2 separate regions of the Arachis hypogaea genome follow, and region 2 is linked to region 1. Evidence: chromatin contacts called from public Hi-C data. All regions are on one chromosome and are shown on one strand. The core of a region is the stretch at or near the end of the contact, and the rest is flanking DNA. Distances in the headings are between cores, read along the strand shown. Region 1 holds the start of LOC112750689 (nucleobase-ascorbate transporter 6). Region 2 has its middle 14 kb from the start of LOC112752718.

What was found. Hi-C and Micro-C count contacts between places; a contact is called where the count stands out from the background.
Region 2: a Hi-C map of an unstated tissue shows a contact between it and region 1, with 4 times the contacts expected there. The contact joins the enhancer-like site here to the promoter of LOC112750689 in region 1. A contact is called at or near these places in 2 of 8 Hi-C or Micro-C datasets (leaf and an unstated tissue).

The regions. Positions count from the first base shown.
Region 1 is chr15:130,032,055-130,037,773 of arahy.Tifrunner.gnm2.J5K5, reverse strand. It overlaps LOC112750689 (nucleobase-ascorbate transporter 6), which reads left to right and starts at 1,493. Exons shown (of 15, transcript XM_025799503.3): 1 at 1,493-1,788; 2 at 1,997-2,157; 3 at 3,327-3,424; 4 at 3,575-3,751; 5 at 4,852-4,952; 6 at 5,176-5,251; 7 at 5,336-5,395; 8 at 5,535-5,719. The coding sequence starts at 2,037.
Region 2 is chr15:130,091,189-130,096,277 of arahy.Tifrunner.gnm2.J5K5, reverse strand. No RefSeq gene overlaps it. Among protein-coding and RNA genes, the nearest start is that of LOC112752718, 14 kb to the left of the region's middle. Within about 2 kb of position 3,322, at least 3 of the 3 cell types and tissues checked have open chromatin away from gene starts, as enhancers often do.

The sequences.
Region 1 (5,719 bases), core at 244-2,743:
TACAGAAATTATTTTTAATATGTTGATAAAAATTGTGTTTTGATTAAATATTAATATTTAAAATATATTACAGAATTATAGAAGTATAAAAAAAATGTCTAATATATATCTATATATTATCAGAATGATGATACATAATTAATATGTATTTTGTGTGTTGTCAGAATAATAATATATATTTTATATTAATTTTTTACTTATAAAAAAATTCATCCACATATAATTATACTAAATAATTTTATTTTTAACAAAGATACTAATAATTTTTTATATAAAAAAAAATTAGCCTGATTTGTAACTGGCCCTTTATAATCATAGAATAGAATATATCATTCTCTTAAGAGTAATACGTCATCTTATATTTGTAGCATTTAAGGTGAAGATTTTACATAAGTGTATAATTTGCTTTCTTTTATCATTTCTTTGATAAAAGAGTTAGCAGAGAAGGTTTTAAGTTGTAACGACTGAGGAGAAATGTTTACAAAAATAATATATATAAAAATTAACCATCAAATTAAGTATTATATATATATATATATATATATATATATATATATATATTATTTTATAAATTTTAATATTATTTTATATTTTAATATATATTTTATATTTTATACTTTTAATGTGTATTATTATTATTTTTTTCTATATCTTAATATTTACGTGGGACGATTAATCCCTTGCTAGTTCAGTAGTTCTTAAGCAGCTTAATCAATGGGATGACTGAGACTTGAGCGAGACTTTTAAAAGATTTTTTATGTTCCAAAAAGAAAAAATATTGAAAGTTTGAAACCCTACTTAGTTAACTAGAAAGAATAAGCTCATTCAATTAAGCTACACGCTTACATCTCCAAATTAGAAAAAAGGATAAATAAATTTTTGATTTTTTATTCTGTAGATATTTTTATTTTTAATTATTAAAAAATATTTTTAAATTTTTGATCTTTATAAAATTTGGACGGATCAATTCTTCTATCTAAATGTTTACGTCAGATTTAATGAAAAGTCTAACGTGATTTCTGTAATGCTTATCACGCATACGCGTTGCCTGACAGACTTCCTTTTTACGCATACGCATAATTCAACAAATCTCCATTTCTTTATAAATTTTCTACTTTACATGCTTTTTTTTATTTCTTTCAAAACTTTAAATCACTCAAACAAACATATCAAGACATCGAATGAGAGATAGAAACAACCCAGAAGTTTCAAATCTAAAAATGATAGCTTTTTCTTTTTGTAGGTGAACAAATCTAATTATTATACATCAAATGACTTTACTTATTTCTATTTCATAAATAAAAAATATTATTTATATATCAAAATTAATCATTATATATTTATATATATTATATATTTTAAAAGAAAAAAAAAGGTTTATACAAAATCAAACAAATCCAAAAAAAGGCTCTTGTTAAAAGAAAAGTATTAAAGATATAACCATTAATATTACCTTTTCCCATTAACTTAAGTTTTTAGAATGAGTGGTTTCATAACATATTTTATATTATAATATATAGTTTTATACTAATAATTAATTTTAATTTATACGAGAGAGAGAGAGAGAGTGTCTACACTCCTTTTATGGTTTCTGTTTCTGCTACCATTTTTGAGTTTCCTTTACTCCACCACACGCTCCACAATAACAACACCACCTCTCTCTTTCTCTTCTCCTTTTGAGGGTGGTGGGTGGCTTAGTGGGGGCAACTTAATATATTGCATTTTGACTTTATAGCCCCTCAACTTAATCATTTTCCTCCTCAAACTTTAATTTATTTACAAAAAAAGGTACCTTTTTTTAATCTCCCTTAACATCGATGTTAAATACCTATGCTATGATTATCAATATCACAAACCATCGCATTATATTCAACAAAAATAAAGCTAAAACTACACTCTCTAGTTACACTATCATTTTCTCTTTACTTCGTGGTGTCTCTTTTGATAAAGGATCTTGGTCGTTCTCTAAGATTTGGCCATTTTGAAAGCTGTCTAGATTGTTAGAAAGGAGAGACAAAAAGAAAGAAAGAAGAGTCATGGCAGGAGGAGGAGGAGGAGGAGGAGGAGGAGGAGGAAAATCAGATGAGCCACAACCACATCCACCGAAGGATCAGTTACCAAATATCTCTTACTGCATTACTAGTCCACCTCCATGGCGTGAGTCTTTTTATTAATAATATTTAACCTTAGATTAGATTCAAAAGAATAAAAAGCTCTTTCTTTTTCAGTTCCCAGAATATGCCATATTAATTCTTTTTTGACTGACTAAAAAATCAGCTCACTTTAAAGCTGTTTCATGTTAAAGAAAAAGAAAAAGAAAAAGAAAGGACAAACTTCAAACTTCTGGGTTCTTTAATTCATGAGTCCCTGATTTTTCACCAACTCTTTTATTATTATTTCTTAAAAACAAAAAATGTTTATTATTTTTGGTTTTGCATTTGGGGAACTTGGATACTTTATATTTTTATGCGAGTCGAAGCATGTTTAAAGTTGTGTATGTCTGTGTGACTGAGTGCTCTTTTTTTTTTTTTTTAAAAAAAAAATATATTTTCACATTATTTTTTATCTTAATACTACATTCATGTTTGAGGTTCTTCGCAGTTGTTTCCAGATCCAGATTTGGTAACAAAAATTTTCATTCGCTGCTTTCAAATTTAGGCCCTTTATCTAAAATTTCATTTTTTTAGGACATATTGCTATAATTGTTGCTTCTATATTTTCTTCAAATAAAAGGAATAATGATTTTTTTAAGAGAAACAAAATCTATATTATTCATATTGTTGGATTTAGGTACATTTAAGAACAGCAGTACAGCACCGACACTATACAGTGAACTATTGAACAAAGTAGTCAAGTTAATCATTTATAATTGCAATAATTTACTTTATGGGGAGTGTGTATAGATGAGGCATTCCTAAATTTTAGTGTGTTTTAAACATAAGGTAATTTAATTGCTGTAATTAAATTTCTTTTAATTTTAAATTGTGTTCGCTTGACATAGTTATATTATTTTTAAAAGGTGGTTACTTTTATGAAGACATCTTCATGTGAAAATAATTTGGCAAGCAGTTAGATGGTTCAGTCAAATATGTCAAACTAACTCACGGTTCATAATATTATCTTCACACAAAGATATCGAAGTAGCCACCAAAAATGCTTTGTTTTGAAAAATATTTTTGGATTACTTTTATTCATAAAATATGTAGTTAATTACTGTGCAGTTACAATTTTAAGAATCTCTTTACCATGGGATTTCAATTTTGTTTTTGTGTTCTTTTTATTCTTAAACTAATTTGATGAGAAATTTTGGTGACATTATGATGCAGCTGAGGCCATACTTCTTGGTTTTCAACATTTTCTTGTGATGCTTGGAACAACTGTGCTTATTCCCACTGCTCTTGTCCCTCAAATGGGAGGTGGCAATGTAAGTGATAATTGATTATACAGCATTTTTTATTTAATGTGGAATATTATTGACTATACTATACAGTCATAAGGTTTGATACTACATTCTCATCGTAGCCAAAAGTTATGTGAAAAAAAAAAAAAAGATTCATTGTTCTACTTTGTGCAGGAGGAGAAGGCAAAAGTGATCCAAACATTACTATTTGTAGCTGGTATTAACACATTGTTGCAAACACTGTTTGGAACTCGACTACCTGCAGTCATAGGAGGATCTTATACCTTTGTTCCGACCACAATCTCGATAATTCTTGCCGGTCGATTCAGTGGTGAACCAGATCCCATAGAGGTCTTGTGTGATCAAAACTAAAATGTCTCACTCTTTTTATTTTTTATTTTTTTCGCTTTTTTCTAAGCTCTCATGAAGATTTTAATTACTAACTTTGGCCCAAAATAAGTGTCCATTGAGAAAGAAATTAGGCAGCACTAATTAAAATTTTCCACTAGTAAAACTATTAAGAGCATATGATTATAAGGAAAAGATTAATAATTTTGCCAATTTAACCTCAACTATCAAATGTTAAATAATAATATAATCAATCATTTTATATCCATATTTGTAATTATACCACTTAAAATAGCTTTTTCTCACATTCCAAATATAATAAATTGTCTTAAAACTACTTTTCAGCTAAAGTATCAAACATACATAAATGGATTATGACATAATTAATCATTTTAAAAAGGCATTATACAAATAAAAATTTTTGACATAAGTTTAAATTTTTAGCCTATGAGAGGATAAGTGGGAAAATAATATCAATAGAGAAGAGTTAGTGAGAGATGACTTTTTACAGTCAATCTAATTTATCTATAATCAAGATATTTTTAAACTCAACAACCATGTTGGGCGTGCACTAAAATCAGCTACCATTATGGAATACACATTAAAAAAGTAGTTAAACTACATATATATTTATACACAAATATATGATGGCTGATTTTTTGTGTGTACAAAGTATTTTTGTAAACCTAATTATTGTACGTAATTAATTTTGGACACATATCTGTAGTACTTTGTCATGGAATGAGACTTAAACTGGATGGAGACTACTGTGTTGCTACTTGCTTGTTAATTGTTATTCTATTATGCATATTTTGTTTTTATGTTATGGTTTTTGCTAACAAGTGTCCTAAGCGCTCTAGCTGGGTTACCTGTTTTGAATAGTTTTCCTAACTTGTATACATGTTTTGTTTGTTTGTTTGTTTGTTTGTTTGTTTTTTATTACAATAATTGGAAAGTTAGAAGCTTGCTATGCTTAATTTGATTGTAAACAGATGAATATCAATTCAATTCAAGCACTAAAGAAAGACATGGGATTTTGTGCTGATTTGATTGGAACTGTTTGATCACATTTTTCTGTTTGATTTGCTTATTTATGTAATCAGAAATTCAAGAGAATAATGCGGGCAATCCAGGGTGCTCTTATTGTTGCTTCAACACTGCAAATAGTACTAGGCTTTAGTGGCCTCTGGCGTAACGTTGCGAGGTTGGTCTCTGTTCTTTGTAAACAGCTGCAATGTATTTTCTTTATCTTTATGTTTATGGCTTTAACATCTCTGAGCTAAAATGCAACCCAGATTTTAAGAATTCCCTTTTCATTTTCCATTGTTTCATGACATGATGTTTCTAGTACTATTGAAAAGATTAAAGAATGTATTATTCTTGTGAATCGGTACAATTTACCATGTGATGTAACTTATTTTCACTAGGTTCTTAAGTCCTCTTTCGGCTGTTCCTTTGGTATCTCTGGTTGGTTTCGGCTTGTACGAGTTAGGATTTCCTGGGGTAAGTCTTTTGATTCAGATTTAAAATGATTATGTTCACGACAAGTTCTAGAAAGTCTCAACATTGATGTGTCTTTGGATTTAGGTTGCTAAATGTGTTGAGATTGGACTGCCAGAACTTGTATTGCTAGTATTTGTCTCACAGGTATAGTTCCTCGAAGTTTCATACACTCATTGTCGAGCATTACAATCTTAGTTACTTCAGTTCTCTTGATTTTATTATTTTCCTAGCATGATGGTTTCTACAAGTCCAAATTTGTTGTTAACTAGTGGCTATTGTGCAGTATGTGCCCCATGTGTTAGGTTCCGGGAAGCATATCTTCGACCGTTTCGCAGTCATTTTTACAGTTGTAATTGTGTGGGTATATGCTCATATACTCACCGTCGGAGGGGCCTATAACAATGCCGCACCCAAAACACAGTTGTCCTGCCGCACCGACCGTGCTGGACTTATTAATGCAGCTCCTTG
Region 2 (5,089 bases), core at 2,073-4,572, 57 kb before region 1:
ATCCAATATGCTCAAACCTCAAATAGATCTCAAGAATTTTCTTATTCGAGCCAACAATTCTGATCAATCGTCTTAATAGCTTGGTTGTGTATAATTTGATATGAACCTTAGTTATATGTGTTTCTCTTCCTTTCACTGCAAACATGACCACTCATATTCCGCCCGACCTCCTACCTAGTTCCTTTGATTTATAATGCCTTGCAATTTTCCAAAACTATACGGAGCTGTTGAGAAATCTGCCTTTTCTCCCATTCGTGTTCTTAAACTAACAATGTAGTTTCGAAAAAGTCAAAGAATCCCTACTCCTTAGCAAAGAAGCACGAAAACATGTACCTTTGCGAATCCATTATGTGGAACCTCTCTACATGAGAACAGATTGATCTCATTGCACCTTTAATTGTCTAATTCTGAAGATTTGTTTAGTTAAGATTCTCGCAGTCAGACTTAGAAAACTCATCCACCATTTTCTCATCAAAGAATGCAATTCCTTGCTCATTATCGTCAAGATAATCAACATTATTAGCATGCGCACATACATCCTTTAGATCTATCATCTGTGGAGTAAATAGCCAAATTGGTCCCCGAAAGATAGCCCATTCTTCAAACGAGTTCCCGTAAGAAAAAGATAATAAAATTTGTCCCCGAAAAATTTAAAATTGGTAAAGTTAGTCCTTCCGTCAGTTGGATGATGACGTGTCACGTTAAATGCCACGTGGCATATGATGACGTGGAGGGCTAATGCCACGTATCACAATATGATTGGTTGACATGTCAGATCGGTGACACGTGGCATCAGGTCAGTGACACGTGGCATGCCACGTAGCACTTGACATGTAAAAAAGTTATTTATAATCAAAATAGTTCTTGAAAGTTCAGACGTAAGTCATTTTCATCCCTAAAATTTTAAAAATTAATCAAATTAGTCCTTATATAATTTTTTTTATTTTTTCTTGATAATATTAAATTTAAAATATTTTTTGATACTACTAATTTTAATAGAAATGTAATTGACAATAAAAAAATTAATAATTGTATCTTTTCTTCTTAAAAATTTATTCAATAAAATTATATCTCTCCTTTAATTCTTGTCAAAATCTCTCTATTCTTTTCTATTATAAAACCTTTTTCTTACATTATTACATTTTGTTGGAATATATATATATAACCTAAACAAAGTTATATGCTCAAAATCAAAATTTATGTATGTTAATCTAAATGAAAGTAATAACGTAATGAAAAAAAAGATGTATAAATTTTTATTAAATTTGTTTAGGTTAACATATATAAATTTTTATTTTGAGCATATAACTTTATTTAGGGTAACATATATATATATATATATATATATATATATATATTCCAGCAAAATGTAATAATGTAAGAAAAATGTTTTAGAATAGAAAAGAATAAGAGAGATTTTGACAAGAATTAGAGGAGAGAGATAATTTTATTGAACAAATTTTTAAGAAGAAAAGATACAATTACTAATTTTTTTATTGTCAATTACATTTCTATTAAAATTAGTAGTATCAAAAAATATTTTAAATTTAATATTATCAAGAAAAAATAAAAAAAAGTATACAAGGATTAATTTGATTAATTTTTAAAATTTTAGGGATGAAAATGACTTACGTCTGAACTTTCAAGGACTATTTTGATTATAAATAACTTTTTTACATGTCAAGTGTCACGTGGCATGCCACGTGTCACCGATCTGACATGTCAACCAATCATATTGTGACACGTGGCATTAGCCCTCCACGTCATCATCCAACTGACGGAAGGACTAACTTTACCAATTTTAAATTTTTCGGGGACAAATTTTATTATCTTTTTTTTACGGGGACTCGTTTGAAGAATGGGCTATCTTTCGGGGACCAATTTGACTATTTACTCATCATCTGTGTGTACTCCCAGAGATATTAGAACAATAGCTTGGACAAACACCAATCTATAAATCCATACAATTAAGCAACATAACACAGACTTTTAAATCCTGGTAGGGCATAAGGAAAACAACTCTGCTAGTGAGACAACGAGAAATCTTAACAATATGAACAATGAGTTGGATATTTAGCCTAATAGGGATAAATCACTCCACTAATTAACCTAAATTCAAAAACTCTATTCAGTTATTTCACAAAAATAACCATCAAAATCCTAAATTACAAACAGTTTTCACTCCCAAATCCTTTTTCTTCCCCGGCCGGCAGCCCCCCCACATTCATCACTAACCATCCTACCTCACCAGCGTCAGAAACACCCTCACCGTCCATCAGCTTCGACCCCAGTCCAGCCCCCTCTCATGCGCGCGTCTGTCTCTATCGCCAGAACCCAACCGCTCGGACGGGCGCCACCGTCCTGTCATGGGTCTCTGTGCCTTCCGCCGGCATCCCCCGTCGAGGCAGGCCTGCGTCCATCCGCGTCCCTGGTGCCCGGCTTGCCTCTCTCTCTCCCGAGCCGGTATCCTCCCTGGGGTTGCGTTCTTCCACCGCCAAAATAATAACCATCTAAGTAGGTATATAAATGAACATCTGACATCTGTGAACAAAAATAATTATCCAATTATTCACGAAATCGACCACCTGCATACATAATGCCTGAAATAACCATCCACCATCATAGTTAAATGAACATCTAGATGTGAGGGGTGATACACGTATGAAACGGCAGCCACATATGTCCCCTGCATGTTGCAGATGGAGACGCTAGGACGGTGAACCCTGCCAGCTTCAGGGGGCCTGCACGGCGCCGGCGCGTTGGTGAGCTGTGCGAAGGACGCAATATGCATGAAGGGGGTGCATGCTCGGACGTTCTCGGAGAGCTGGGCAGCGGCTGCTGGTGTTCTTGGTGCCGTCGGACCAAAGAGATAAGAAGAAAATGGCGCGAGAGGAATGTTCTACAGAACGAAAATCACACGCACAAAGGAGGTCACAAATTTTTTTAAAATTTAAAATTTAAAATTAATTAAATTAATTATCATTTGATTTTAATTTTTTTTAATTTTATTATATTTTTTTTTTTACTAAAGATATGAGACTCGAACCCGCAACCTCTTAATTGAGTATGGAGAGACTATGCCATTTGAGCTATTATTCATTAACTTTAATTCTATTATTCACATTGTGTTTTTTGGAGACTTATTTTTCACATTGTTTATTAAACTTATCGTCTTCCCCGTATTTTTTCGAAAATCCTAGCAGAGCACAAATTAATAATTAAGAGTGTTAAAATTAGCTGAACCCATCAGTAGACTTGCAAAACCCAACAAAAAGGCCAGCTAGCGTGCCAGATTGAAAGCCCACCAAACCCAAAAAAAAAAAAAACACTAGTAGCGGGGAAGCCGGGGATTGGTGAGTGGGTCTGCCAGTCCAGAGTTTTTGTTGTATATATATAATTTAAAAACTAAGACTTTCAAGAACATTTCTCTCATTTTTTCTTTTATTTTATTCTTCTTTTGTTATTTTTTTATTTATTTTATTCTTATATTTTAAAGACTACGTGACATAGCTGGTTTCTTAAAACAAATTTGCCTTTTTTATTTTTTATCACAAAATTTTATTTCTATTTTTGCATTGTAAATATTGTTGATGTTTTAAAATTGTTCGTTATTTGAAAATTAAGTTGAAATTAATATTTTTTATTCTTTGCACAATTTGAACATAGATATTATGACAGACAAATTTATCATTAAAATATTGTGTTATAATTTGACTTTTTTTTATGTTTGAATTATAGTTATATTTTCACATATCATTTTTCGTTAGATTCATTTTAATTAATTTTACTTTCATAATAAAAAAAGAGTTAGGCAGTCTAGGACTCTAGGGTATTGATCCACCAACTCACGGTAAAACAGGATGGACTAACACATTACATTCAATTTCCTTTGGTGAATTGGACTAGTCTATTTTATTTTTAGCCGGATCTGAGTAAAACGGGACAGAACTCACTTTTGACACCCTTATAAATAAAAAAATATAGAAAATCAAGTAGAGTTAAAAATTTATGATTTAGAATTTAGAATTAAGATAAATAAAATAATTTTGAAAAAATAATTAATGTTAACTAAAAAAATTAGCTACTACCTAACATTATTAGTCAGTTATTATTATATTGAAGAATTATTTAAGTAATCAAATTATTATTTTCATATACTACTTTTTAAATATCTATAGTTCTATACTTATTAATATATCAATGAATTATATGTAGATTTCAACATTATGAATTTATGATGACTGTTTTTTAAGGGGCAAAAAATGATTACCAAAATATTATCATTTATCAGTTGATGTGTTATCTGTTTTGGATATTATGGACACACCACCCAGGGCTTTCATTTTTCTCAACCAATAATCCTTCTATTAATTAAGATTTAGTAATTCGAACAGCTTTACCATATTAATACCCATCATTTTAGGTTAATCCAAAATATAATAATTAGGGGTGGCAAAACAGGTCGGTTTGCCCCAATCTGTCCCGTTTCATTTAGACCCGTTCCATTTCATTTAGACCCGTATTATAAACGAAACAGGCCAGCTCACGTCAATTAAAATGAGTTCAAAATACTAGTCTGTTCAATTTTATGGAGGATTGGCGGGCTAGCGGATTAACCCGCTTGACTTTTTTTTTTTGAAAAATAAAATTTATTAAAATTAATCAAAAATAATAATTAAAAAATTAAATACAAATAAAAATAATCAAATTATAATATAAAATTTTTTTATTATCTTTTTTTTTTTAGTTTTAACTTCAATAAAATTGTTCAAAATAACATTTATCAATAAAACCATTTTTATTTTAAAAAATAAGTCACATAATTTAAACATATATACAAAATTGTAAAATAAAATAAAATAAAGTTAATAATTAAAAGAAGAATAAAAATAAAAAATGAAAAAAAATGTTTAAAAATTATATAATTATTAATTTTGTAGTAATAATCACTCTTTTATTTAATTAAAAAATGTTTAGCCCGGCGAGCCAACTCGCCCCGCCAAAACTCACAAATTTAGCAGTACAAATTTGGCGAATTTTTAAAATTTAACAAGTTTCAAAATCTAGTTCGACCCACTTTTTTAGCGAG